3 separate regions of the Hordeum vulgare genome follow, and regions 2 and 3 are each linked to region 1. The links are chromatin contacts, called in public Hi-C maps. All regions are on one chromosome and are shown on one strand. Each heading gives the region's core, a stretch centred on a gene start, on an enhancer-like site or on the middle of the called end of the contact. The rest is flanking DNA. Distances are from core to core; before and after follow the strand shown.

Region 1 (4,074 bases), core at 1,138-3,637:
TCAGATGTGATGGCGCAGATCTGCACCACATCTTAGCTGCCTTCGGAGGGAAAGTAGTCGCCTTCCCGCTGACCTATCTGGGCCTGCCGATAACTTTATCGAGGCTTAGGCTCGTCCACGTCTCGTTAGGTTGTCGTTATCGCCAATCTATCGAGAAAATTACGTCATCTTTTTCGACGCCTCAGGCTCGTCATAGTGGGGAGTATCATATAGTAGTATTATGCATATGATATTATTTTATAATATTACCTTCATAGTGCATAGTATCATAAACTAGTATAATAGATGATTTCATTTATTGGCATGCATGACACATAGTAGCATAGTAGCATTTAACATGTTACGTTATCTACCTATGTTACTCTAACCCTCTCCTTCTTCTTTAATTATCTCCTATATCAGCATGTTTGCTATTCACAAGTGCATGATACTTCTTAGTTACTCCCACTATGACCAGCCTCCCACAAATGAAACAGTTAGGTTAGGCCAACTCCACCGCACGACCCCAAACGAACGTTCGGTTTGGCCGGATTTTGTCCGTTTGGGACGACAATGAGTTCGTCCATGTCAGCCTCTGTCCGTTGGGTCGTGTGTGCCCCTACCGTGCGGCCGCATCCCAAATCATGTCCGTGTTGGACTTGATTAAAAAAAAACGCAAGTAAAAATAAATAAACGTAGTTAAAAAACATAAAACATAATAACATTAACATTAAAAACGTCCCAGTTTTCACGGCCACAAAACGGCCCAGTTTTGACATAATTAACATAAAAAAGAAGCCCGTCGTTGCCGTGGCCGTCGCCGTCTTCACTGGCCGCCGGTGACGTCGTCGTCGTCGTCGTTGACGAGGTCGACGTAGGCCGGCGACGTCTAGAGGTGGGCCGGCGGGCCATGGTGCGCGGGGGCGGACTGGAAGCTGGCCTGCACCACCTCCTCCCGTGGCGAGGCGTCCCGCTCCGGTGACCGCGGCGGTGTGGGGCACCAGTTCACGACCCACACTGCCTGCGCCATCTCCGGCGCGGTGCACGACCAACCCCATGACGCGCCCATCAGTTCCGGAGGGAACGTGGCCACCTCCTCCTCCCCCATCTGCTCGGGGATGGCGACGTCGCCGGCCGCAGAGAGGGCCATGGCGCGGTCCAAGCCCGGCCATTGGCACTCATCATGTGTCGTCATGGAGTCCTCCATGACGCGATGCATGAGCCGGGCCTCCTCCTCCTCCGTCATGCGAGGAGGTGGAGGTGGTGACGGAGACGGGGAAGGCGAGGACGTGGGCGTGAGGCCGCGCACCCGTGTACGCCCGCGCACCTCCCGTGCCCGCGGCGGCCCCGAGACCGTGCCAGCGAAGTAGGAGGCACGCTGCACGTCGTGCTCGTCCCTGAGCCAGGTGTCCTAGAGGGTGGAGTCGGCGGCGTACCTTTCGTCGTAGTAGAGGTCGTCGGGGAGGAGGCGACGACGACGCTCGATCTCCTTGCGGCGCGCACGGTCGCTCGTCGGCACCGGCGAGATAGGGACGCGGTCGGCGGAGAGGTGCCACGCGTTGGGGAGGTGGACGTCGCTCCACGGACCGGCGTCTTCGTCTCCCAGTAGCGCCGGCATACCTCAACATTGAGGTACTGCCGGTCGCGATGGCTGGCTGGCCTAGGGCGATGGTGAAGGGAGCCGCGGCGGAGGCACGGCGCGGTGGCGATGCGGCCTCCTCCTTCACGAAGCCGCGGCGGCGGCCCGACGAGGAGCCAGCCTCGCGGTTGTGGTTGCCCTTGCGGTCGTAGTTCCACAGGCCCATGGCTGCTGCGATGTGGGCGGCCGGCGAGTTCGAGGAGGCTGCTAGGGTTCACGGCTGTCGGGTTTCGAGAAGGTCGAGGGGTGTCGATGGGAACTGTGGACGACGATCGGTCCACGGCTTCCCCATTTAAGAAGGACCGTGATCGTTCCCTAGGCGGAGGACAGATGGGCCCGGCCGCTCGTGCGCATTGATGTGGACGGTGGAAGGTAGGTGGCCGCCTGCCACGCGTCCCGGCACGGACGAGCGCATCTGTTTGATGTCCGCCGCGATTCAAATCCCGCGCAAGTTTGCGTTCGAAATGAAGCGTGCCGGACACAACACGGACAAGATGAATCTGGACCGTCTCACGCTGGGTCGACCTGTTTGTTCCTTTTACCCCCAAACGGACGGGACTGACAGAACGGGTCGTCCAGTGAAGTTGGCCGAATCGCATAGGATAGAGATCTCATTGTAACCACGGTAATTTTAGGCACAACGGAACAGACGGTAGTCGGTAGTAGTAGTACCGTGTCAACGTCAAGGGCGACCTCTAGTCTATGTTGGAAAGCATAAATACTGGAGGAAAAAAACAGTAAAAATCCATGAATCCGGGGGAGTGGGAAAGCAACTCTGTCTGCTCTGGTTTACGATTCCACGATCATACGTAAAAGAGAATGTATGTTCAGGTTGAAGACAATCCTATATAATCATCTGTGAGTCAGCGGTTTTCTCATTGACTGGCACTGCGTAGCAGCCTCCATGAACCAGATGGGTGCTCCTTCACGCTTTGTTGCTACGTCGCTGTCTGCGTGAGCCTAAGGAGAAACTAAAACTTTCCCCCGGCAGCAGGAGATCCACTGGCGCGCACATCGTCGTTCATCACCAGCTACAGCTAGCGAAGCAAACAAGGAGCCGGGAAGAGGCGGCCGCGGCCGGCCCCCGGCCATCCGGTCGCTGTCCGACAGCTCCTAGACAGCAGCGTCGACCGCGCCCGGCCGGCGCCCCCGCCGAGCTAGCTAGCCCAACGACAGCCCGCCCATGAGGCAACCATGCTCTTCCTCTTCACAAAGTACTTATCCAGGGGCAGCAAGAACGCGGCAGCCGGCGACGACGACGACAAGAGGCAGAGGCAGAAGCAGAAGCAGAAGCAGCGCGAGATGCCGGCGGCATCGGCGTCGAATGGTCCTGCGGACAGCGAGCACGGCTGCATGCCCGGCTGCGTGCCTGTGCGCGCCAAGCGGACGGCCACGGTCACGACCGTCACGACCACGTCGGCGAGGACGTCGCGGCACAACTTCGTCAGGTCGGCAGCGTCGGGGCTGTTCCCCGGGGCGCCGGTGTTCACCAACCACGAGTCCCTCCCCGCGCTCCCCGAGGCCTACTCGGAGTTCGCCGCCGCGTTCCCGCAGTACGGCGGGCTAGCCGGCACGGCGGACGCGATCAGGGACGGGGAATACAGGCACCTCGACCGCCACGTCTGCCTGGACTACAACGGGATGAACCTCTTCTCCCACGCGCAGATGAACTCCTCGGTGCCCTCCACGTCCGCTCCGGCGGAGCCGTCGGCGTGGCAGCCGCCCTTCTTCGACATCGCGTACAGGTCGGCGAGCCTGCGATCGCAGGTGCAGCAATGCGGGGACGGCATCGCCGCCGAATCCGCGGCGGGAGGAGGCATCAGCGGCGCCGTTACGAGGCGCATCATGGCGTCCCTCAAGATCCCCGAGGATGAGTACACCATGGTGTGCACGGCGAACCGGACCACAGCCTTCCGGCTCCTGGCCGAATCCTACTCCTTCACTCCCGGCGGCGGCAGGAAGAAGCTGCTCTCTGTGTACGACTACGAGAGCGAGGCGGTGGGTGCCATGGCCCAGAGCGCGCGCAACCGCGGCGCGGAGGTCATGCACGCGAGCTTCGCGTGGCCGAGCATGCGCGTCCACGCCGCAGACCTCCGCAAGAAGCTGCTCCGTGGGCGGCGGCGGCAGCGCGGCCGTGGTCTCTTCGTGTTCCCGCTGGTGTCCCGGATGACCGGCGCGAGGTACCCGTACCTCTGGATGAGCGCCGCGGCGGAGCAGGGGTGGCACGTGGCGCTGGACGCGTGCGCGCTCGGCGCCAAGGACCTCGACACCCTCGGCCTCTCCCTCCTCCGCCCGGACTTCATCGTCTGCAATTTCTTCAAGGTGTTCGGCGAGAACCCCTCGGGCTTCGCCGGGCTGTTCGTCAAGAAGGCCAGCCTCGGCGCGCTCGAGCGCTCCGCGGTCGCGCGCAGCATCGGCATCGTCAGCATCGTTCCGGCGCGGCGGTGGTCGCTCCG
Region 2 (4,074 bases), core at 597-3,096, 490 kb before region 1:
GGGATTAGACATGAGATGAGTCGTTTTATTCCCATTCCCTTGTTTGGTACATGATAGAAATTATGTGTGAGAATTTGAGGAGAATTTGTATTCCCTTGTTTGGTTCATGGAAATTGACGAGGGACTAGACCAGGAAAGTGAACATAAATTATGATGAAGGGTTAAGATTGACTCACTAAAATAATTCCCTCCAAACTCCCACCCCTCCCCCAATAAAACGGTAGGAGTTGGAGTCTCAACAACGTGTTTGGCAATATTTGAGAAGAGGAATGAGAGTTTAATGTAGGGAGTTGTATTGAGATTAGACATGGGATGAGTCATTTTATTCCCAATCCCCTACTTGGCACATGATACGAATTATATGTGAGAATTTGAGGAGAATTTGTATTCCCTTGTTTGGTTCATGGGAATTGACAAGGGATTAGACTAAGGGAGTGGACATAAGTTATGATGAAGGGTTAAGATTGACTCACTAAAACAATTCCCTCCCAACTCCCACCCCCTCCCCTGTTAATAAAACGGCAAAAGTTGGAGTCTCAATTCCCATGCCTATTCCTTTATAAATTCCCAATCCCCTGAACCAAACAATAGATTTAAAGTCTTGTATCCTTTTAATTCCCATTCCCCGACTCTAATTACCCCCAACCAAACACGCTGAAGTTCCATGCTTATTCCTTTATAAATTCCCAATCCCCCTAACCAAACAATAGATTTAAAGTCTCGTACCCTTTAATTTCCATTCCGTCACTCTAATTACCCCCAACCAAACACGCTGTAAAAGAATTGGTTGTGCAGAGAAATTAATATAAATGCATTTATAATCTATGTTTTAAAAGAGCGCTATTTTCATATTAGGCTAGTAATTTATTTGTTTATTTGGCATAGGTCTTAAAAAATAAGATTTGTTTATTCTATCTTCTGAAAAGCTGATAGTCTCACGTGTAGATATAAGTGTATTTGTTTATTTGTACGATCCTATCACCAATTCTAACCTTTATAAGTAAGAAAAATTAATAAAATAAATGCATGCATCATCCATATGCATAGGCCGGTTCTTACTCTTTTTTAAAAAAGTCTGCAAATTGACTTAAATTAGAAAATTAAGACGAGACTTAAATAAATCATGTTAACAGATTTGCTAAATCTCACCTAGATAAGAAATAACAAAGTCTCATCTAACTCCTACACATCATTTGAGTAATCAAACAAAAAATAAAAATAATAAACTGGCACGAATCTTCATCAAAATCAAATGATATACGATTTAGATGTGAATTCGTTAAATCGCTAAATGAGAGCTAGACACATCCTTGCGTTGACATGAACTATCCTGCCACTACTTACCTCCACGTCCACGTCTGACATGCGCAAACCCGATAAGATAAGCTTAAAAAACCAAACTCGTCAGTGCCACCTGGATTTCAGGTTCGGATTGTCTATTAACAAACGGACACTTCTGGACAAGAACAATCGGCAGAAAACCGATCGAGTTCACGAGCCAGCAATGGATTACAAAATCCTAGAACGGCGAGTCGATTTGTATAGCGAAAAACAGAAACGGGAAAGGTCGGGAAGAAAACAAACCCAGCGGCGGAAGCTTGAAGGGCATGATCTTGAGGGTGTTCTTGGCCACCAGCCAAGCCGCCATGTTCTCGCCCTCGCCGCCGGCCGCCGCCTCGCCTTTCCCTCCCTTCCCCATCTCCCTCTCCTTTCTCTCCCACTCAGTCACAGGCTCACAGTATACTGAAGGGCAGGTGAGTGATGGGACGACTATAAAGCGCGGAGTGACTATTTTTCTTTGGCAGCCGTCGGGCGGTGCGATGCTTATCGCTTTATTATCGCTCGCAAGTTGTGGACGGCGGCAAAGGGAAATTATTTTTCTTTTGGATCAGCTCGCCCACCGGCCTTGTCGCGGCTAGACTTCCGTCGTGTCCGCCGACTGTGACCGTGCGTGTGATCCTTGCCACTTCGCGGTTCGACTCCATCAGGCCGTCGTGTCCCCGCTGCCAATCAGGCAAAAAGAACGGCAGAAACCGAGATGACGTGTGTGATCATCATTTTTTCCTTCTTTTTTGCCTTTATTCTTGAATCAAGCGTGTAATCATTAGGGCGATGGGCATCACGGTGGATACTGGATTGCAGCGTCCGTGCCATGTCGGCCTCGAGCCGGATACCATATCCAGGGCTCCAGGCACGGTTTCTGTTTGGGCCACAGTTTCTTCTGGGTGGGAGTGGGACCACACTTTCTTTTATAACTCGGTTGAGAAAACCTTTTCTTTTCTTTAGGAGCCGTCCACAAATCTTGATGCGCGGAAGGAGCAGCCGGATGACGAGAGGCAGGCCCGAGCTTTTTACTGGACACCATGTCATTATTATCTGCAAACTAAAACACGTACTGTCGGAGGGCCGCTTTGGCACCTAGCTGGCTTTAAAAAACTAGATGATGCCCCGCGCGTTGCAGCGGGAACTTTGATAGAAGAAATGCATAAATCATTGTTACAAAATAACTAAAACTAATATGAAGCACATATGTGTTCAAAAAATTAAGTACAAATATGAAGCATATGAAAAATATTTTTGTAATTGTAGTCAAATAATGTCAAATGTGATGGCTCCACTGCATTAGTATATGGTATCCCTCAACACATATACATTCAATATTAAATAGGATGAAAAATAATAATTTAGGACTAACATGCATGTATTGGTGATGTGGCAATGCTACATGCATGCATAAATAAATACACAAGGTGTAACTTCTATTAACATGCATGACTTGCTTGTGTGGCATGTTTGCATGTCTAGCAAAATTAGGTAGTGGGTTTCAACTATTTAGAAATAGAAGATGTGTTTCAAACACACGAGCGAAGCTAGAGCTAAAGTTATCCTGATGCACCGTTTTAGCAATGGAATAAACTTTTTGATCGATACTGTACTAAATAAAGTGATAAAAATGCATTTGTTGATACAAATTACACATAAAATTAGAAAAAGAAAATAAAACATTAAAATTAGCCTAAAAACAGTTTTCCCATAGTAGTTTTTTTTTATGAAAAACTCCAACAGTAGTTAAACTAGCATGTACAATTAGATGCCCAGTAGGCCCACAACACCCATGCCCAAAAGGCTTAGAGGCTACGACCTCCCCTGCCCAAAAGCGGATTTTTTCACTGTTTTAACCCATAAGACGTAAGTAATTCATAGAATGAACTCAATCTGAAAGTATTTCCAGATCTGACCCTTTTAGAAACGTCAGAGTCCATGGCGTTGCTGCTCCACGTAGAAACGCCTGTCTAACGTGGCGTTTCTGGTCTACATTGGAACGCCAGTCTAGCGTGCGTTGCAACACCAGCTGAAACGCCAATGCCTTTGGCGTTGCAACCCAGGTGACAAACGCCATGAATAATGGCGTTTCTACCGCGCAGAACAGTGCCCCCTGCCATCGGTCCTATCGGCTCGCCGCAGTAATTATTTAGCCCCGCGCAGAACGAGCCATGGCGCCAGAGACCTTTTCCTCATGCTCGCTGCAGTAATTATTTAGCCTGGCGCGAGAACAGTGAGAAGGAGGACAAAGGCACGTCCCTCTGATCGATTCCCGTACGTGCTCCTAGGCACTTTGTGAGGGAGGATGGTGAGCCTTGTATCATTATAATAGCACTCCCTCCGTCCCAAATTTTTTGTCTTAGCTTTGTCAAGGAATGAATGTATCTAAATACTAAAACTTAACTAGATACATTCGTATCTAAATAAATCTATGACAAAAATTTTAGGACGAAGGAAGTACTTATTTACATCTATCTATTGTAGTGTAACCTTGATTATAAATGTTGTGTCAATATCATATAGTCAGCTCGTCACAAAAAAATATATATAACCAGCAACTGGCTGTACCATTAACCATGCTTTTAACTGATCACACGCACACACGCAGTGGCAGGGCCACAACATGTCAATATCCACCCGGCAAGAAATGACCAGGCAGTGCAGCCAATGAGCCAAACCAGGTCTGCTGTACACGCCTAGTCGGATAGAGAGATGATCGGCATTCGGCAAGTACGGGAATCGATCAGAGGG
Region 3 (4,074 bases), core at 425-2,924, 340 kb after region 1:
TAGAAATCGTAAACATGAGCCATGTGAGAAGCTCTATATTTACTTTCAAAAGAAATAGGTGCATTTGGACCAATAAGCATAGCAATTGCAGCAGCTCCACCCGTAGGCCGAGCTGGTCCCTCTGCATAAACCTGAACATAATATGGGACATAAAATGAGTGCTGCACAGAGAAAAAAGGGAGAGAAACTGAATCGACTTGGTGCAGAAATTAGATGTTGATATCGGGTGACTAACCGCGCTATCTGTGCAGACCACAAGGCCGTAGCGTCCATCCCAGCATCGACTTTCGACCCAATTCACACAGTTCAACAGGGCAGCTGTCCCACCATAACATGCGTTACTCGAGTCAACTCCCTCAATGTCAGTATTACCACTTTCCTGTATTTGTGACAAATGTCAACAATTGCAACATTGAGTGAGACTGAAACTGAACTAACAAACAACTAAATGAAGTGGAAACTGCGAGTTCACCAAGATTCAGGTTAGAGGGAATATATGTTGGATCCTAATTCCATGATTTACCTCAAAAATTTGCATCAGCCACGTTTTGATGGATTTACTTTTGTCTATCACTGTCTCGCTACCGACCTCCAGGCGGCCAATTAGCTTTGGATCTATGTGGTACTTTTCCAGCAGGGATTTGACAACTGTCAAACTGAAATAACTTTCCAACTTGAGCATTCACGTACCGAATAGAGTATTGCACTAAATATATAAGTATTTGATATAATTGATTAGTAAATTCTACTCATCAAGAAGTTCAATCCCAGCAAAAGAAGGTAGGACAAGGGAGTAATTTTCCGGTGTGACAAAATATACCTCATCGAGATGACATCTTCTACCTCGCTGCAGAAGGCCATGCAGTCTTGCCCAAGACCAATTGTGTACTTCCCCTTGCTGGCCCCGTCATGAACCTCCAGCGCTTCCTGCAACCAGTACTTCAACGCATCAGCATTCAACTCTTACTCCAGCAGCATTGAACCGACACAGCAAATTATCCATGTATTAATTGGGCACAGCCGCTCCAAAGCCACATCAGATCACCATATGCTCGCTCTGTGGGAGACGAAATACAGCACCAGGCATATGCAGCATCTGACAGCCGGTATATCAGAGTGAAACTAATAATAATTCAAATATTCCTTGAGTAAACAAATCACTTCACCACCCGTGATCCACAAATCCGCACGGAGATGGCACCTCCGAACCAAGGTTTCATTTTCCGGAAACAATTTCATCGTGGCGATCTCAACTAGTAGTCTAGTACTCCGTAAACCCGAAATCCCGCACGCCTGGCTAAAACCCCCGCGGCAATTCCCCGCCCAAAATACCAAATCGTCCGTGATCTCGACGCGGAGATGCTCGGAGCCACAGATCAGCCACGTTCGCAGCACGCAGCGTGGCACGACGGCGACAAATCGAGCGGGGGCGGCGGGAACAGCAGCTCTGGTGGAGAAGTTCACCTGCTGGACGCAGGTGGGAGGGAAGTACATGTCCATGGCGAGGATCCCGACATCCTTGCAGTCCATCTCGCGATCCCTCCTCCCGCTCTGTGCTTCCGCGGGCGCTCCCAGTGGCTGGGCTGGCTCGCAGGAGGAGGAGGAGGAGGAGGAGGCGTGTGTGACGTGAGAGAGTTCGTGTGACTTTGGCAGCGCCGGGGACGCGGAGCACGTCGGGGATAATATACGAGATTCCCAGATTCGTTGTCTGCATCCCTGAACCGGTCCTGCCGATTTGTGGGCTGCTGCGACGGCCTGCTTGGGCCAGCTGGCCTGGACCATATAGGCACGACAGTATTTACCTCTCAAAAAACAAAAAGGCTCGGCAGTATTTTAAAGGGAAACGATTCGCTCGCGAGCGTCGTTGGATCCCATCATATCTGGCGGTCCTCGTTTCTTCCTCCGTCACGCACACGTCCTTCCCCTTCTTCCCCACTTTCTTTCCCCCTGCAACCGTTATCATGCCACATCGTTGGTGGTCGGCTTGCCACCCCTCTTCTCGTCTCCTTCAGCGAGTGTACACCTCCTCTCTCCTCTCTCCCTACCGAAGCTCGGGGACTGCTTGCTCAAACCGTTCACTCGTGAAGCTGTGACCCGCTGCGGCATATGCTGGAATCATACTACACGCGAACTAAGTGATACTTCTATGCTAAAGACATGGTCCCGTCGACCGACGATGTGCTGTAACCGGCGACCCATGATGCTACCACCGACATGCCGAATTGCTATAACCACGCATATGAAAAGCTGCAAGCGTGCCATGGCGGAATGCTGCAACCGTTGACATAAAATGCTACAACCGTTGATGAAAAAAGTTGCAACCAGACATATAAGAAGCTGCAAGCGGTCATTGTCATGACAGAATGTTGCAACCGTTGACATAAAATGCTACAACCGTTGATGAAAAAAGCTACAACGAAGGACCGACAAGGTTGCAGCAAAAATCACAACGTCACCGTTGCCACCAAAAACTTCGTCGTGGCCGTTGCAGCAAATCATGTCACCGGATGTAGCTTTTTTCATTGTCGGTTGTAGCAAAAATCGCAAAGCCATGTGCGATGTAGCAAAATGCAACACTAGTTGCAGCAAATAGCGATGCCGGTTGTAGCAAATTGTGATGCCGGTTGAAGCATGTAGCAAAAATCGATGTTAGTTCCAGCATCCTATATCGTGGGTGTGCCTCGCCGTCGCAGTTATGCAGCTCGTCCGTCGAAGCTAGGAAAAGAGGTGGCTGTGCGCGCGGGACCGGGTTAATGGCATCCTCGTCGGGGATGGGCACCGTTCGCCGGGGCCGATGGTCGTTGCCGCTCGCCGGGGCTGCGCACAATCATAGCTCGCCGTGGTCGCTCGTCTGCTGCAAGTTGCAAGGGTCGTAGACGCGCGATGCTGTGAGCGACGGCAGCGGCAAGCGCGGAGTCCACCATTGACGGAAGTTGGCTAGCTGCGGCCGCCTCATATCTCGTCGTTGACTTCTTCTATGCATGCGCGGTGTGGGGTTGTTTATTTTTTACCAAACGGGCAACGCAGATCCAATGGTTACAACAACTCCAATTAAATGATGCAGGATGGACCGGCCTAAGCTGGAGCGCCGGTGCGCCGGCGCCCAGTACTGCCCTTTTAAAACCTTTTCTGCAGCTTTTTATATAGGTCCTTGCTAACTTCCGAACAATCGGAATATTGCAATAGGTCCGAGCAAACGATGCATTCTTCACTAATCATGCTAACTAATTCTGCACTAGGCACTAAACATCTAGATTATTTTCTTTTATTTGCTAATTTTGTACTATTTTATTAGAAAAATACCGTGAAGCATACTTTAAAAGATGCATGCATGCATATAAAACAAAAATGATGATGTCAGCAAAGATTTTATTAAAAATTAAAATTTACAATGTTTTGTAGTTCAAGCCAGCGTTTTGATGAAAAACCGTTTTCACATAAAAGATTCGTCGCAACGAGGCACTACTAGAGAAAATCCTACTAATAGCGATGGATATATGAGTAGCAGTAGCGCTGGTCCAAGTGCTACTGCTATCGCGTTACAGCTAAAAACTAGTAGTAGCGCTGATACTAGCAGCGCTACTCGTAAGTTTAGTAGCAGCACTTGCTTATAGAAAGCGTCGCTGCTAATATTTTTCAACGCTACTGCTAACGTTTACTATCAGAATGCATCATCATCGACAATATTAGCAGTATTCAGAATATTCACAATGCATCATCATCATCGACAACATTAACAGTATTCAGAATATTTTCAAGCTCTACGTATTTAGCATCATCATCATCATCATCATCATCGACAATATTTGCATCATCATCATCTATATCAACAACATGGGGATCGGATTATCGGTAGCTCATACTCATTTAACTCATATAACTCATACTCATTTAACAACTCATATAACTCATATTCATACAACTCATACTCATACAACTCATATTCATATAGCTCATACTCATATAACTCATACTCATATAGCTCATATAACTCATACTCATATAACTCATACTCATATCACTAATAATAATCCAGTTGACGCTTCACGGTGTAGGCGGTGGCAACCCGAAGAT

What was found. Hi-C and Micro-C count contacts between places; a contact is called where the count stands out from the background.
Region 2: a Hi-C map of leaf shows a contact between it and region 1, with 10 times the contacts expected there. The contact joins the promoter of LOC123407681 here to the promoter of LOC123412456 in region 1. A contact is called at or near these places in 3 of 6 Hi-C or Micro-C datasets (leaf and seedling).
Region 3: a Hi-C map of leaf shows a contact between it and region 1, with 8 times the contacts expected there. The contact joins the promoter of LOC123407244 here to the promoter of LOC123412456 in region 1. A contact is called at or near these places in 2 of 6 Hi-C or Micro-C datasets (leaf and seedling) and 1 of 1 datasets of contacts at active chromatin or transcription factors (embryo).

The regions. Positions count from the first base shown.
Region 1 is chr7H:226,186,608-226,190,681 of MorexV3_pseudomolecules_assembly, reverse strand. LOC123412456 reads left to right here and starts at 2,387. Exons shown (of 1, transcript XM_045105405.1): 1 at 2,387-4,074. The coding sequence starts at 2,813.
Region 2 is chr7H:226,675,462-226,679,535 of MorexV3_pseudomolecules_assembly, reverse strand. LOC123407681 (sorbitol dehydrogenase) reads right to left here and starts at 1,846. Exons shown (of 4, transcript XM_045100868.1): 1 at 1,585-1,846. The coding sequence starts at 1,699.
Region 3 is chr7H:225,844,358-225,848,431 of MorexV3_pseudomolecules_assembly, reverse strand. It overlaps LOC123407244 (hydroxymethylglutaryl-CoA synthase), which reads right to left and starts at 1,674. Exons shown (of 11, transcript XM_045100335.1): 1 at 1,465-1,674; 2 at 821-927; 3 at 524-656; 4 at 236-379; 5 at 1-131. The coding sequence starts at 1,530.